Linked DNA regions of Triticum aestivum: region 1 is linked to region 2. Evidence: chromatin contacts called from public Hi-C data. All regions are on one chromosome and are shown on one strand. The core of a region is the stretch at or near the end of the contact, and the rest is flanking DNA. Distances in the headings are between cores, read along the strand shown.

What was found. Hi-C and Micro-C count contacts between places; a contact is called where the count stands out from the background.
Region 1: a contact with region 2 is called in a Hi-C map of leaf, with 5 times the contacts expected there. The contact joins the promoter of LOC123120484 here to the promoter of LOC123120481 in region 2. A contact is called at or near these places in 1 of 5 Hi-C or Micro-C datasets (leaf) and 1 of 1 datasets of contacts at active chromatin or transcription factors (leaf).

What each region holds. Positions count from the first base shown.
Region 1 is chr5D:247,199,654-247,207,106 of IWGSC CS RefSeq v2.1, reverse strand. It overlaps LOC123120484, which reads left to right and starts at 2,752. Exons shown (of 3, transcript XM_044540486.1): 1 at 2,752-3,822; 2 at 5,322-5,405; 3 at 5,813-6,141. The coding sequence starts at 3,022. The coding sequence ends at 5,375. LOC123120483 (kelch-like protein 2) reads left to right here. Exons shown (of 11, transcript XM_044540485.1): 8 at 890-966; 9 at 1,322-1,423; 10 at 1,656-1,851; 11 at 2,151-2,609. The coding sequence ends at 2,240.
Region 2 is chr5D:247,042,821-247,049,846 of IWGSC CS RefSeq v2.1, reverse strand. It overlaps LOC123120481 (F-box/LRR-repeat protein 3), which reads left to right and starts at 2,216. Exons shown (of 7, transcript XM_044540484.1): 1 at 2,216-2,993; 2 at 3,466-3,594; 3 at 3,854-3,958; 4 at 4,038-4,431; 5 at 4,548-4,972; 6 at 5,060-5,311; 7 at 5,447-5,781. The coding sequence starts at 2,310. The coding sequence ends at 5,506.

The DNA.
Region 1 (7,453 bases), core at 1,503-4,002, 160 kb before region 2:
TGATAAATTAGTTGCTCCATTTTCAATACAAAGACGAGATAGTACCAACTTTTATCTCTTCATTCTCGATGCAAGCATGAGAACTACGAAATCCTAAGCAGTTACAGATAGAGCCTCCATGTACCAACTTCATCCTTAGTCGGTCATCTCCTGGGGAAACCACACCTTGTTTCAGTGCGCATGTTAAAAAGGAGGATTAGCATAAGTTGGTTTTCAGCGGGTTGCTCTTTCTTGAATTACCATAAGTTGGCCTAACATTGTTCCATCTTATCCCAAAGTTGTAGATTTCTCCACCATAACCTCCACACCACTGCCTAATATCCACAACAATGTCTTTGACATACTCGATGGTTCCTTCTCCCACGAGGATCACCAGAAATACCATGCTGGTTTTGCCTTTAACTGGATGGGGTCAGGGTTAAGTCTTCTGTAAGGAAAGAAACGGGGGCTCCGCTAATTCATTATAGATGTATGGAATTTAGAAGTTTTCCCTGCTTAAGCAGGGAGACAGTCTCTTATTCAAGTGAACAAATGAACAAAATGTGTTCATGGATATGAACATAAATAACTTCTAGGTGTTGGTCTCCACTGCTTATTTGCTTTAAATTTGTAAATTTTACTTTCTGTTGACTAGCGAAACTCGTTAGTATCTTTTATTTTGTAAAATGCATCTAAAGCTGGCATCAAGGAGGACCATTTTATGGAAAGATAATGATTGTCCTGATGCAAAAGTGCGTACTTCTGTAGTACTCTGTATAATTGTTCTTGTTTCTCTATTTGCTATTTATGGTTTCTTACTCATGTCCATATAATGATATATTCCAGCCTATAAACCTCTATGATGTGATGATTGCTTTTGCCTGAACAATCTGTGCTGCTTGGTTTTCAGCGCTTTTCTCTAGCTGGTACGGAACTTAATGGTGTGATTTATGCAGTTGGCGGTTTCAATGGCGTTCGATATCTGAGGTGATATCCTTTCACCACTTGTACTTATTTTGGCAAGTTTCAGTTACAAACTGATTTAGATACTATCAACCCAGCAAAAGTAAGTAGTTTAGTGCAGCAATACAACCTGCAAAAGTCTTAGAGCACATATCATAACTCATGGTTTAGTGCATATTACTCTATCGACCTCCTTTTCGAGCAACAGAGAAATACTCTCCTTATATCGAAGCAGTATGTAAATCTGTAATCAACTGAGTAATTGCACGGTATTCGTTAGCCTATTTTCTTTATGGCTTACATGACAATGAACTTATTATTTCTTCAAAGTGAGAATGTATGATTTCCATTTTGCTAATGCTACGATGTTTGTTACCAGCTCTGCTGAGAGGCTTGATCCTAGGGAGCCTAACTGGAAAATGCTCCCAGCAATGAGTACAGTAAGAGGTTGTCATACGGTGGCAGTGCTTGATGAGAAGATGTAAGTATGTGCATCTCTTTTTACAGATCAGGACGGTCCACTAAAAATTGTAGAATGTGGGCATCTAACTAAGTCTCTGGTATAGCTCTTCATGTCATATCACAGGGATCAGCATGAATTTTGTACGATGTCGGCCATCTAATCTGAACTTTTGTTTTACTGACTCTCGTTACAACTGAAAACAAGCATAGATGCCCGTCATGGTGCTTTACAATGTCGTGTTTTCTTTCAGATATGTAATGGGTGGTTATGATGCTGATGCTGGAGCAATGGTGTCCACCGTTGAGGTGTACGAGCCAAGAATGCCGTCATGGGTGATGGTGGAACCAATGAACTACACCAGAGGGTACCACTCTTCAGCTGTGCTTGGTGGCTCGATATTCACACTGGGTGGGGTCAAAGGTGAAGCAGATACAATCTTGGATGTGGTAGGTAGCTACACCCAGATGCAATTTTCTTACAATGTCCAAGCAATTTTCTGCCGAGCACCATACGGCTAACATAACATCCAACCTACATTACTGCCTAGATTATCCTTCAGTTTCAGCCGTTTTATCACTTGATTCTCTCGCTGTTTGATGTGTACTCCCTCTGTAAAGAAATATAAGATCGTTTAGATCACTACTTGCTGATCTAAACGCTCTTATATTTCTTTGCAAGGGGAGTAGTTCTCAGAAAAATTGCGTTGATCAATTGTTGAAACCTTTTGTGTTGGATGGATTGTCAGGTGGAGCGCTACAAGGAAGGCTGTGGTTGGGTGAATACAGGGATGAAGTCAACCGGCAGCAGATGCTACTGCTCTGCCATTGTTCTCTGACCGACCGGCTTTCTCCGATCTACGTTGACACTCCGAACCTATACCTACTATCTAAGTACTCCCTCCGTCCCGAAATACTTGTCATCAAAATGGACAAAAAAGGATGTATCTAGAACTACAATATGTCTAGATACATCTCCTTTTATCCATTTTGATGACAAGTATTTCCGGACGGAGGGAGTATCTCTCTAAGCTGCTGCTGCTGCTGCTGATGAGTGAACTGCAAAGCAAACTGTTAAGACCCTGGAGGGTCCTCTCTTTGTCCTTGTCTGAATTCAGAAGCCCTTGCCTCCTGAGCCGAGAAAACCGTCATCGACTGTCCAATTTCTCGTTTCTTGTTTTTTGGATCTTAATTGACAGCGCAGCAAACATCTAATTTGAAACTGAACTGAATTGCGAAAAAGGACACGAACTATATGGACGAACATTTGATTTGTTACCGTATGCTCATGATCATTTTTCGCTGTCGTTTGCCTTCCTGTTGTTTGCTGAAGCAACTTCAGGGCACCAGACACAGCAAGAGAACACCAGAGTTTAGATTCAGGCCCGGCTTGAAGCCTTGACATGATCCTTGATTTTCAAAAAATTCTTGAAGATGGTTTCAAAAGATCTTTTATTTGCCATATTTTATGTACTTTTTATATTTAAAAAACGTGAAATTGTACTAGAACTGTAGAAGTAGGGCTGGCGTGCAGAAAGTGGTTGTTGAGATAGTAAAGAGGACGTGCAGAATACTGACCTTTACACGTCCCCATCGATCGCATCACATCCCAACCCACCGATGGCCGTCGGCGAGGAGGTCAAGCTCTCCATCTCCGGCGCCGCCCTCGCGGCGCTCCTCCACCGCTGCGGGGCCGCCGCGGGTGACTGCGACGGCCTCCTCTTCGGCCGCGCCCACCGCCCCCCTCCGCCGGCCCCCACCCTCTCCGACTACGATGACCAAGCCCCCGCCTCCCCGTGCCTTTTCATCTCCATCTCCGGCCACTCCTCCCTCTCCAACCCATGCTCCCTCTCAGATCCCCTCGGCCGCCCCAACCCGCCACCGCCCTCCTCCCCTTCCCCCCTCGGCTTCTTCTCGTCCCGCCGCCGCGCCCCTCTCCGCCCCTCCATGCGCGAGCTCGCCCTAGCGTGCTCCTTGTCCAAAACCCTATCGCCCCTCACCCACCCGCTCCTCTTCATCCTCGCCTCCCCCTCCGCTTCCGACGATCTCTCCACCCACTCCTTCGACTACCGCGCTTTCCTCCTCGTCGGATCCCGCCTCGTCCCGACCTCGCTCACCGTCGTCAACGTCGGCCCCGGCTTCCGGGACCAGTACCACTCCTTCGCCCCGGAGTCGCCCTTCCCGTTGCTGCAGACTAAGCCGCCGGCGGCGGCGCCCCAAGCAGAGGATGCTTACAGCATTGGAGAGCAGAAGGCGGTCGATGCGATGGTGGACGGGTTTGGGCTGGGGAAGCTGCAAGGGCTCGTCTGCGCTGCAGCCGGGCAGGCGGCGGAGATGGATAGCATGTATGCCGGGATGCTCCGGAGGATGGAGAAGCTCGCCAGGGAGGTGGAGAAGAGCAATCACCGCGTGCTCGACCAGGTTGTCTTTTCATCCTGCCTATGATGTTGTTCTTACAGTGATTCCATGCGGAATGCATTTACGAGTTATTGCGCAAACCATCTAGTGGTTGAATTGTGCTTTGAGGGGTTCTTGCAATTTAGTCAGTAATTCAGTATGTTGGTTTGGAGCTACATCTTGCAAAGTTTTAACCGAAAATGATCAGCTCGGAGCAACGGTGACTATTATTCATGCAAATAGTTGCATAGTTTGGCAAGAAACATTTCCTTATGCAAGGGTGGTAGTTATTCATGCCTACGCAGAGTAGTGTGTAGAGAATTAGTCATTCTGGTCAAGATTTGATTCTCCTTCATCACAACAGGTTCACTCGTGTAGATTATGCATGGGATATGAAAGTTTCCTTTCCTTTCAAGAGTGCATTGTTTATGCTCAATTGGTTGTCAGCATTCATGAAATAGCTTTCAAGAGTATTTTTCATGTAATCGTATGCCACAGCTGCACTCATGGAAGTATATAGATAAGCTAACCAAATAGCTACATGTTCAGTCCCAAATCCAAAAAAGTCTCGCCATCACTCCCTCAGTCTATCTCCTATTTCAATCTTGCTCCACCAAGATGCTTGATTCCATGAGCTAAAATATGAACTATAAAGTCCCAGTAAAATGGCTTGCAGTGCCAATTGAAATTTGGGCCTAGAGCTGCTCTTATTCAAGGCAAGAAAAGGCGGAACATACTGAGTTGGAGAAAGGGTTTATAAAGCCAGGGCCCGTCCTGAGATTTGGAGGGCCCAGGGCAAAACTAGAAACTGGGGCCCTTGATATGCAAAAGAAAAACAAATCAGTTTCTTGTGGAAAAAAAAATCTGAACACACCATGTCGGTGAGCCGTATGTATATTTGAGATTTAGTTGGCCTAAAGGAGGAAGAGAAGCTTGCTGCCACATTTTAAATGTATTGATCACCCATCACGGTATAATTGTTTTATATCTTCAGAAAGAAGAGAGCGAATCTCACTAAATATACCGAGAAAAAAGATAAATTTTCTGTGAAAATGCAAATCAGATATGGCTTTCAGAAAAGATATTTTTACTTGTGGTGGAAAATAATGATGAGAATACAAATCTGGAAAGGCCTTTACACGAAACCGAAAAGTAAAATGAAGAAAGCTAAAATACTATCAGTGTGCCATGCGCAGTTTTCGTATGTAGCTGGCAAACTCACCCCCAAAAGAGAGGATGTGTATTATCATGGTTTTGCCTTCACGTGCCATGTGGTGCTCATACACACAGAAAGCCAATTATAAACCGTTAGAAAATTAAATAGCTGAACCATGTGTTGTACTAATTGATTGCTCGAGTCAACATGGGAACCTACTATCTACTACACCGGGCTTTAGTCCAAGATTGAGCGACGAAGCGAAGCGTCGGAAGGGGCATGAGAGGATTTGGCACTCGAGTAGTTGCCACTGAATGTGTGCGCTCTGTTATTGATCGTCTTGTCATTTGTCCATGTGATTCTGTAGGAAAGGCGGAACCTGGTGCTGAGGTGTAAGACAGCGGGACTGCAACTGCAATAAAAGACCGAAGCTTCTTTCGGTCTCAGCAAGGTATAGCCTGAATTGGGACTCTTGTAAAACTTGCTTCAATCAATGTCTGTGCTCCTGAGGGTTATCGCTTACTCTTTTGTAGTTTTGTTACGACATACTTCTGTTACAGTAGTTGACTCATTCTGCTCTGAGACATCCAGATTCTAGGGTGACTAATTGATGATCTTGATTGCACTAGTTCATTTAGTTCATATAGGAACTGGTAAAATTGCAGTCTCGAGATTCCAGCACATTTCGTAGCGTGCTAGTTCTGCAACTATTTGGTACTTTGCCGCCGCAAGGAGCAACTTTGGGCCCGATGTACTTAAACCTGAAATGTTGCTGTGTTGGCGCTTGTGTATTCTCGATTATGTATAACATATCAACCAGCCTATGTTGACTTGTGTTTCACTTAACTCTCTGTGCAGTGTGTATATGCTCCGGAATACTGGAGCAGGGCGTCTCCAGTCAGGGATTGATCGTGCATTGCACGGCAGTAGTTCAGCCATTGGAGTAATGGCTCTCTAGGGTGAAAGATGGTGTGCTCCATGGATGGAGTTGGGACGGGCGGCTTGCCGTTCAGAAACTGGTGGTGCTGGCAAAGTGCAGCGTTGAGTCATGGTCGTCGTTGTGATGCTCCTCCTATTCGTTTATCATGCGATTGAGCGGACTGAGTCGTAATGTATTTCCTCAGACACTACATAACAACATTATGTTATGGAGATAATGATTTGTTATGGCGATTATGATTTGTTGATTTTTCTTTTCTTTCTGCACTGATGATTTGTTGACTTGTGGTTTTTCTCTCCACCGTTTCCTTCTTCAGGGGTGGCCCTCGTAAAATCAGGCAATTGATGGTGATAATGTAATGACGTGGTGGCCTCCTTCACGGGCAATCTCGCTCAGCTTTTTAAGCACACATTTGACACGAAGGGGCTCAGATTGGCTGACTTTAACGTAACACTAGCAAAGATGCCCATGCGTTGCAACGGGAGAAAACAACCCTCACACGCCCTTGCCCACTGAGCTAAGGCTAAAGACCTCACCCTCACGTCTATAACATAATAAACATGACTAATACCTCATCCTCATGTCCACATCCTCCATTTCAATATAACACCAGACACATGTTCCTGCTTGTCATCTTTGCGGTCCTTGTCGCCGGTGGTCGCAGTACTAGTTGTCACTAACCAAGGTTGGCCAGGTCCAACAACTGGATTGTTGAGCCGCCTTCGTGCCCGACGAACATCAAGAGTGTTGAACAAAGTTTCTTTTATCATTTGGCTAATATAATAGGGAAAAGCACCGCACATAATGTAAATTGAGTAGTTTGTGTCAGATAGACCATGAAAACTTAGTTGTACTCCTCATGCATTTTGACGGGAGTCATTGGGCCGAGTGAGACTGGTCGTACGTGAAGACGCGACAAAGAAAAAGATTCCTTCCATATCGTAGTTTAATAAACTGAATAAACTGAACTAAAACAATGCATTAGAGTGGACATATGTCAAAAATTCCCCAAGTTTTATTAATAGGTATAGATTAAAAAATAATGTTTTAAAAATGATTGCCTTTTCAAATTTAAAGTTCAAAAAATATTTTTGTTTTTAAAATGTTTGCAAATTCGGAAAATAATCACAACAGTGCCTCTTAGTTTTTTTTTTGTTAAAAAAACTCAGGTTTCAAAATAAATAAAAAGAGAAGTATTGTTTTTTTTAAATGTTCGAGTTCAAATTTTTTGTTAACAACTTCGCAAAATTTTCACGTTCTAAAATATATTCATTTTTTTGGAAAACAAATCTTCTCCTCTTAGTATCAGGCGCGACTGTGAGCTTAATTTATACTTTCACGCGGGTAATTGAACACCAAGCCGTCTTGTTTAGTCCAGCGGTAACTTTTTGAACGCTCTAGCGTGAGCTGCTGGGATCGATTCCTGGTTGTGCAGTATTTTTCCTTGCAATGGTTTCTACTGGCTTGCGCTGTTGGTGCTAATGGGCCGGCCCATTGCGTCCTGTGATTTGTCTTTTTGACTGAAACGAATCGGGAGAACCAGAAAACTCTACCGTGGA
Region 2 (7,026 bases), core at 967-3,466:
GGCGATTTCAGTCATGCAAGGATGACACATTTCAATTACACACGGTACGTTTCTGTCAAAAATAAGCTGAAGCATGAAAATTATGATGTTTTGCCAACTAAAGTTGCCCTCGCGTAATTAGACTTGCCATCGAAAATGTTTGGAGTTGCCAACTAAAGTTGCCACCCTCAGGGTCCAATTTTTATAGGGATAAGTGTATATGTGTACGTATGAGTATTTGTGTTTGTACTGTGTTAAAAAAATAAATTTTATTTTTAAACCCTAGTTTTTGCGAACCAAAAAATAAAAGAAATTCACTCTGAAATAGAAAAGGAAATCATTGATCACAGTATGAAGCCTTGATCTAAAGGACAAGCTAAAATAGACAGAACTTGGGTACGGGTACATTTTTCGAGTCGAATTTAGGTAGGAGCACATAGAAACACCACTTTTGTAGATGCTCGAGCTAGTGGGTGATCGATAGCTTATTGTTCCCGTTACGTGCTTTTCTGACTTTTGCGCGCACGGAAATGGGGCCATCAAGGCTGGTCTTGCTCTCGAATCGACACATACCTAACATGTAATTATTGGCCTGCTAGCCACGGAAATAAATAAGTGGAGATTTATGCCTGTAGTATTTTTCACTCTAAAAAATAAGTGGAGCCATCAAGGCTGGTCTTGGAAGGACGGCTGTGTTGTAAAAAAAATGTGCTCATCTCACACTTCCACGAGCTCGAATTTGGAATCAAAATTTCAAGCAGATGCACAATGGCCTCAAAATTGGAATTAGAAATACACAACTTCATGCCGTTTGGAGAATACATGTTTCTCATCTTTCAATCTTTTTGGGTGATAGTGCTATAACATAGCAGTAAACAATAACAATAGTTATAAGGGCATCTTCAACGGCGTGCTGCAATTCAAACACGTCCAACCATCTCTATTTACTCAAAAAATTATTCACGTATATTTATTAATGCGGCTTCTGCCAAATACACAGCTTGCTTCCGCTAAAACACACACACAATTACATGCTCCATGCGTCTTCCCCCAAAGCAGATAGCTACATAAAACGGTTTGCTTCCGCTAAGACACACATACACCTACATGATTCATGCGGCTTCTGCCAAAATACACAGCTTGCTTCCACTAAAACACACACACACCTACATGCTTCATGGGGCTTCCGCCAGAACAGATAGCAACATAAACTGCTTGCTTCGGCCAAAACACACAGCTTGCTTCCGACAAAACCCTCACCACCAAGACAAGTGCGATCAGCTTCCGCCAAAACACACACACACACATGCACACGTTTATGTCGAACTTTCCGCCAAACATCGACGACACCAGCTCCAAACTGAGGTCTAGCCAGTAGAGAGTAGGGAAGAGGGCTAAATCCAGGCTAATGTCGCGTCGCTCAATCCATCTAATTTTCTTTAGAAGCATGCACCGTGGGGGTATGTGGTGATTTTTTGGTTGGCTGGTGGACGTCCGGACTCCAGCAAACCTTTCCAGATTTACTTTCAGTTTTAAGCATTAATGCCGCACCATATTTGATGAAAAAAAAAGTGAGAACACCTTGGTTCAGACGTTGTGATTTGCTGGACGCAGTCGGAGATGCCCTAACACCTCACAAAAAAAGCTTATAAAAGAAATATTCTATGCAGTGATAACCGGAGTGCTCTCTCTGCCTTGGAAGCAACTCCACGCAGTTCCCCAGTGCGTGCCGTCCCCGGGTAGTACGGGGCCAGTCAAATGAAAAAAATCCGCCTCCCCCTTTCTCACCACCTTCCCTCCTCACCCTTCACCACCCCCTCCCGGACCCACACGTCACCATGAGGTTCGAAGACGCGGGTAAGGGCCGAGGCCGGTGCGCGTAGCGGCGGGGCATCGTACCCGTCCGGCTGTACGATCCGTTCCGTTCCGTCCCTCCCCCGCATCGTACCCTCCCCGCTCTCCCTCTCAGGCTCTCACCTCGCTTTCCCCGCCATCTTTTCGGTTATTCCACCCCTGCCCCCGCCTGTACCTCCTCCGTACAGTCCTTTCCCCGCCGCGCAATGACCATGCCACCCCCGGTCGTCGCGCGCGCCGTACTCCCCTCGCGCTCTAGCACGCGGGGGCAGATAGGGAAACGCAGGTGGGGCGTCTCGCGGGGGCCGTGATAAGGCGACGCAGGGGCAGTCTCGTCATTTTGCCCCTTCCTTGCTTTTTCCCTCTCCTCCTTCTTGATTGTTGCGTGTGAGTAGGCCGTGGCCAGCCATTGCTACTCCCTCCGTCCGTTCTTGGTGTCGCAGCGGACAACCAACTGCCAACCTGCCTTGCCCGTCATGGCCACGGCGATCCACGGCCACCTCCACAAGCGCCGACGCGTCTGCTCTGCCGCGGTTCCGGTTGCGGTCGCGCCGATCGACTCGCTGGCCGACGAGCTTCTTTTCTTGGTCCTGGACCGGGTGGCGGCCGCCGATCCGCGCGCGCTCAAGTCCTTCGCGCTCGCCTCCCGCGCCTGCCACGCCGCCGAGTCGCGCCACCGCCGCGTGCTCCGCCCGTACCGCGCCGACCTCCTCCGCGCCGCGCTCGCCCGCTACCCCACCGCCGTCCGCCTGGACCTCACCCTCTGCCCGCGCGTCCCCGGCGCGGCCCTCGCCGCTCTCTCCTCCGCGCCCATGCCTTCCCTCCGCGCCGTCGACCTCTCCCGCTCCCGCGGCTTCGGGGCGCCCGGCCTCGCCGCGCTCGTCGCCGCCTGCCCCGGCCTCGCTGACCTCGACCTCTCCAATGGGGTCGACCTCGGGGACGCGGCGGCCGCGGAGTTGGCCCGGGCGCGGGGCCTGCAGAGGCTCTGCCTTTCGCGCTGCAAGCCCATGACGGACATGGGGCTCGGCTGCATCGCCGTCGGGTGCCCGGACCTGCGGGAGCTCACGCTCAACTGGTGCCTCGGGATCACGGATTTGGGGGTCCAGCTCCTCGCCCTCAAGTGCAAGAAACTCAGGACCCTGAATCTTTCCTACACCATGGTGAGCCATGCTTCTTCTTGATCTCTATCCATCACGTCCTGTTCCATTTCTTGGATGAAGGGAGTTATGGCTTCGGGTTCCCCGTTCATGCGTTTCTTGATTCCAGAAACACTTTAATTAATGAAAAAAAGAGAGTTGATTTTGGTGCTTTCTTGGAAAGTTTAGATGTACATGTCTCTCACGTGAATTTCTCCATACGGCTTGACTGTTTTCCCTTTCGATCTTTGTAGGAGATACTAGCACAACGGTTTGATGTTTTTAGCAACTCTGTTTATATTTTCTTCTGCAAGAAATGCTCATGGAATTGGACTATCGCAGTGGAATTACTTTTCTTGTTTTTTTCTGTCAAAGAATTGGACTACTGCAGTAAAAAAATACCTTTTGAGGATGGGAATCAGTAATTGGCTACTTTCTGTTGAGGTGCCAAATAGACAAACGCATTGGACTAATAAATACTTATATTGCATTGCAGATCTCCAAAGACTGCCTTCCAGCCATCATGAAGCTACCCAATCTTGAGGTGTTAGCACTGGCGGGATGTGTTGGAATAGATGATGATGCCCTTGGTGGTCTTGAGAATGAATGCAGCAAATCACTACGGGTAATCATCAAACTAGACCATTTTGTTTCATGTGTTAGTGTTGTGTGTGTCATGTCACCTTCATTTGATCACTATTAGGCTCATCAACTCTTTGTGTAGGTTTATATGGTTAATGTCGCTATTTTAATATAGCATGTTTGGCACGTCCATACATGTCGATGTGAAACAAGTAGTTACATTAGAACATGTGTAGGCACTCAACAAAGTTTCCCAAGTATCGTGGCCAATAAACTTGAAAATAACACTTCTACTCTTGCAGGTGCTCGATTTGTCAACCTGTCGGAATGTCACTCATACGGGAGTTTCATCAGTTGTGAAGGCAGTGCCAAATCTCTTGGAATTGAATCTGTCGTACTGCTGTAATGTAAGTATCTAATTGTAGTACCATCATCTGGGCATAACTTGACCTTCTCTAGTTTGTCTTACATTCTTCTTTTTGGCAGGTTACTCCATCTTTGGGAAAATGCTTCCAAATGCTTCCTAGATTGCAGACCCTGAAATTGGAAGGCTGCAAGATCATGGCTGATGGACTAAAATACATTGGAATTTCTTGTGTTTCTTTAAGAGAGTTGAGCCTGAGCAAGTGCTCAGGAGTGACAGATACTGATCTGTCTTTCGTTGTGTCAAGACTAAAGAATTTGCTGAAGCTGGACATTACTTGCAATCGCAATATCACTGATGTTTCATTAGCTGCCATCACTAGCTCATGCCCATCCCTCATCTCTCTAAGAATGGAATCCTGTAGTCATTTTTCTAGTGAAGGGCTCCGACTGATTGGGAAGCGCTGTTGCCATTTGGAAGAGTTGGATATCACAGACAGTGATTTGGATGATGAAGGTTTGTACTGAAACTCAAATTTCTTACTATTATTTTTGGTAAATGGACGCGGAATTAACTGTTTCTCGCAACAGCGACTACAAAAAGTTAACAGTGATGAGATCTTTCCCGTGCAGGCTTGAAAGCTCTGTCTGGATGCAGCAAACTGTCAGTCTTAAAAATTGGAATATGCATGAGGATAAGTGATGAAGGCCTTATCCACATTGGGAAGTCTTGTCCAGAACTCCGAGATATTGATTTGTATAGGTCTGGGGGTATTAGTGATGAGGGGGTTACTCAAATTGCTCAAGGTTGTCCAATGCTAGAGTCTATCAACCTGTCCTACTGTACAGAAATAACAGATGTTTCGTTGGCGTCGCTCTCAAAATGTGCAAAGCTGAACACACTGGAGATCCGTGGTTGCCCCAGTGTTTCATCTGCTGGGCTCTCAGAAATAGCAATAGGATGCAGGCTACTTGCCGAGCTTGATGTCAAGAAATGCTTTGCGATCAATGATGTGGGGATGCTTTTTCTTTCCCAGTTCTCTCATAGCCTCCGTCAGGTATGACCTTTTCTGTTATTTTATTATTTTTGAGAGAAAAAAACTTGAGATACCTTGCACATAATTTAACATTGCTGCATCATACAGATAAACTTGTCATACTGTTCGGTCACCGACATTGGACTCCTGTCCCTCTCTAGCATATGTGGGCTTCAGAACATGACGATTGTACACTTGGCGGGTATTACACCTAATGGCTTGATGGCTGCTCTTATGGTCTCTGGTGGTTTGACAAGGGTGAAGCTTCACGCAGCGTTCAGATCTATGATGCCTCCGCATATGCTCAAAGTCGTCGAGGCTCGCGGCTGTGCTTTCCAGTGGATTGATAAACCATTCAAGGTATTCTACTTGCCCCCTTGCAAGCCTAGGTGTAGAAGATTTGAAGTTGAATTATTATTTGTATTAACACTTCTCATCTGTCTTTTATGATGTATTCTGTAGATATATCAACTGACAAGCGTGTGGTCTTTGCAGGTCGAGCAAGAACGATGCGACATATGGCAACAACAGTCTCGAGATGTGCTTGTACGATGAGATTATGAGAAATGCTTTGTTGTCGTCGTCTTGACTGTCAGGCTACATGAACATGATGGTGTAGAACGAGGCTTTGCACCAAGGTGGAGTGTACAGAACAGACGTTATCGGAACAATGTTGTATATGTATGCTTCGTTCAGTGGACTGGGAAGTTCTTTTGTTGTGCCGTATCCTGTATATAGAGAAGCAGGAGATAGATGAAACCATAGAGAAATTAGTCAAATTACTGGAGGTCGACCTGTACTTTACTGATCAATATGAGAGTTCGATTACCTGTCGGCCTGTCCAATGTGTTCTTATTTGGAATGAGGTGTTTGGCCTGTGTTTTTTCTGGTGTCCAATTCTCAAATCATGAATGGTTATGGTATACTGCATGATACAACTAGATGCAAAAGGAAGTTGCTTTTGCTACCTCAGGTTAATTATTCTTTCTATCTTCTTTTCCAGATAGATAGTGTTAATGTGTATTGTACCTGTGTATGTATGTGTACTTGTACTCCTAGTTTATAGGATCATGGAGCATGCCCAGGCCTGCGTGCCACTTCCATCGGGCTCCTTGTAAGCGCTTCAGTGTGTGTATATCTTGTACTCGGTGTGGGTGAATGAATGCACAGAGACAATTAATCATTCTACTTGGTATCAGACTCCAGGCGACCCCCCATGGCCGAGCACTCGACCGCCTCCGCCATTTCTCCGGCCACCAGCTCGGCCACCTCGCCGGGGACTCTCTCCAGCTCATCCACTGGCGCCGGCACCACCGCCGGCACTTCCTCTCCCTTCATCTTCGGCACCACTCCCTCTTCCCACAGTGGCTCATCCCCATCGCTTGGCTCTCAGTTCACCCCCCTCTTCCCCCCCTCCACGGCGCCGCCGCTCTCCTTCGCCGCCGCTCCTTCCCCCCACCCCATTTTTCGCAACAGCATCCAGAACCACATCAAATTTCTTCTCAACCCCAACGATCACAACTACCACAAGTGGAAGTCCTTCCTCCTTGTTCTGATCCGCTACGGCGTCACTCAGTTCATCGAACAACCCCTTCCCCCCAACGCCACCGCCTTCCAGCGCGAGCTCGACGCCCACCTTGTGCTTTGGATCTAGTCCACCCTCGCCGACAACCTCGTCAATCACGTCGTCGGGGCCACCACCACCTACGATCTCTGGCATCGCATTCGCGACTACTTCCGGGCGAACCGCGCGGCGCGGTACATGATGTTGAACCGGCAATACCGCAACCTCAAGCAGGGGGATCTCTCCGTCGCCGAGTATGCCCGCCGCATGAAGCTTCTCACCGCCGGCCTGGCCGACATCGAGCACGCCGTCACTGAGGTGGATCTCACCACTCAGTTCCTTCACGACATCGACAAACGCCTCAACACCATCCGCGTCGTGCTCGGGGACACGGTCCCTCTGTCGCCGTTCGAGACGGTGTTCTCGCGCCTGAAGCTCGCAAAGGAGAATCTCGCCCAGCGCATGGCTGATGAGCCGGCCACGATCCTCGTTGTCACCGGGGGCGGCGGCC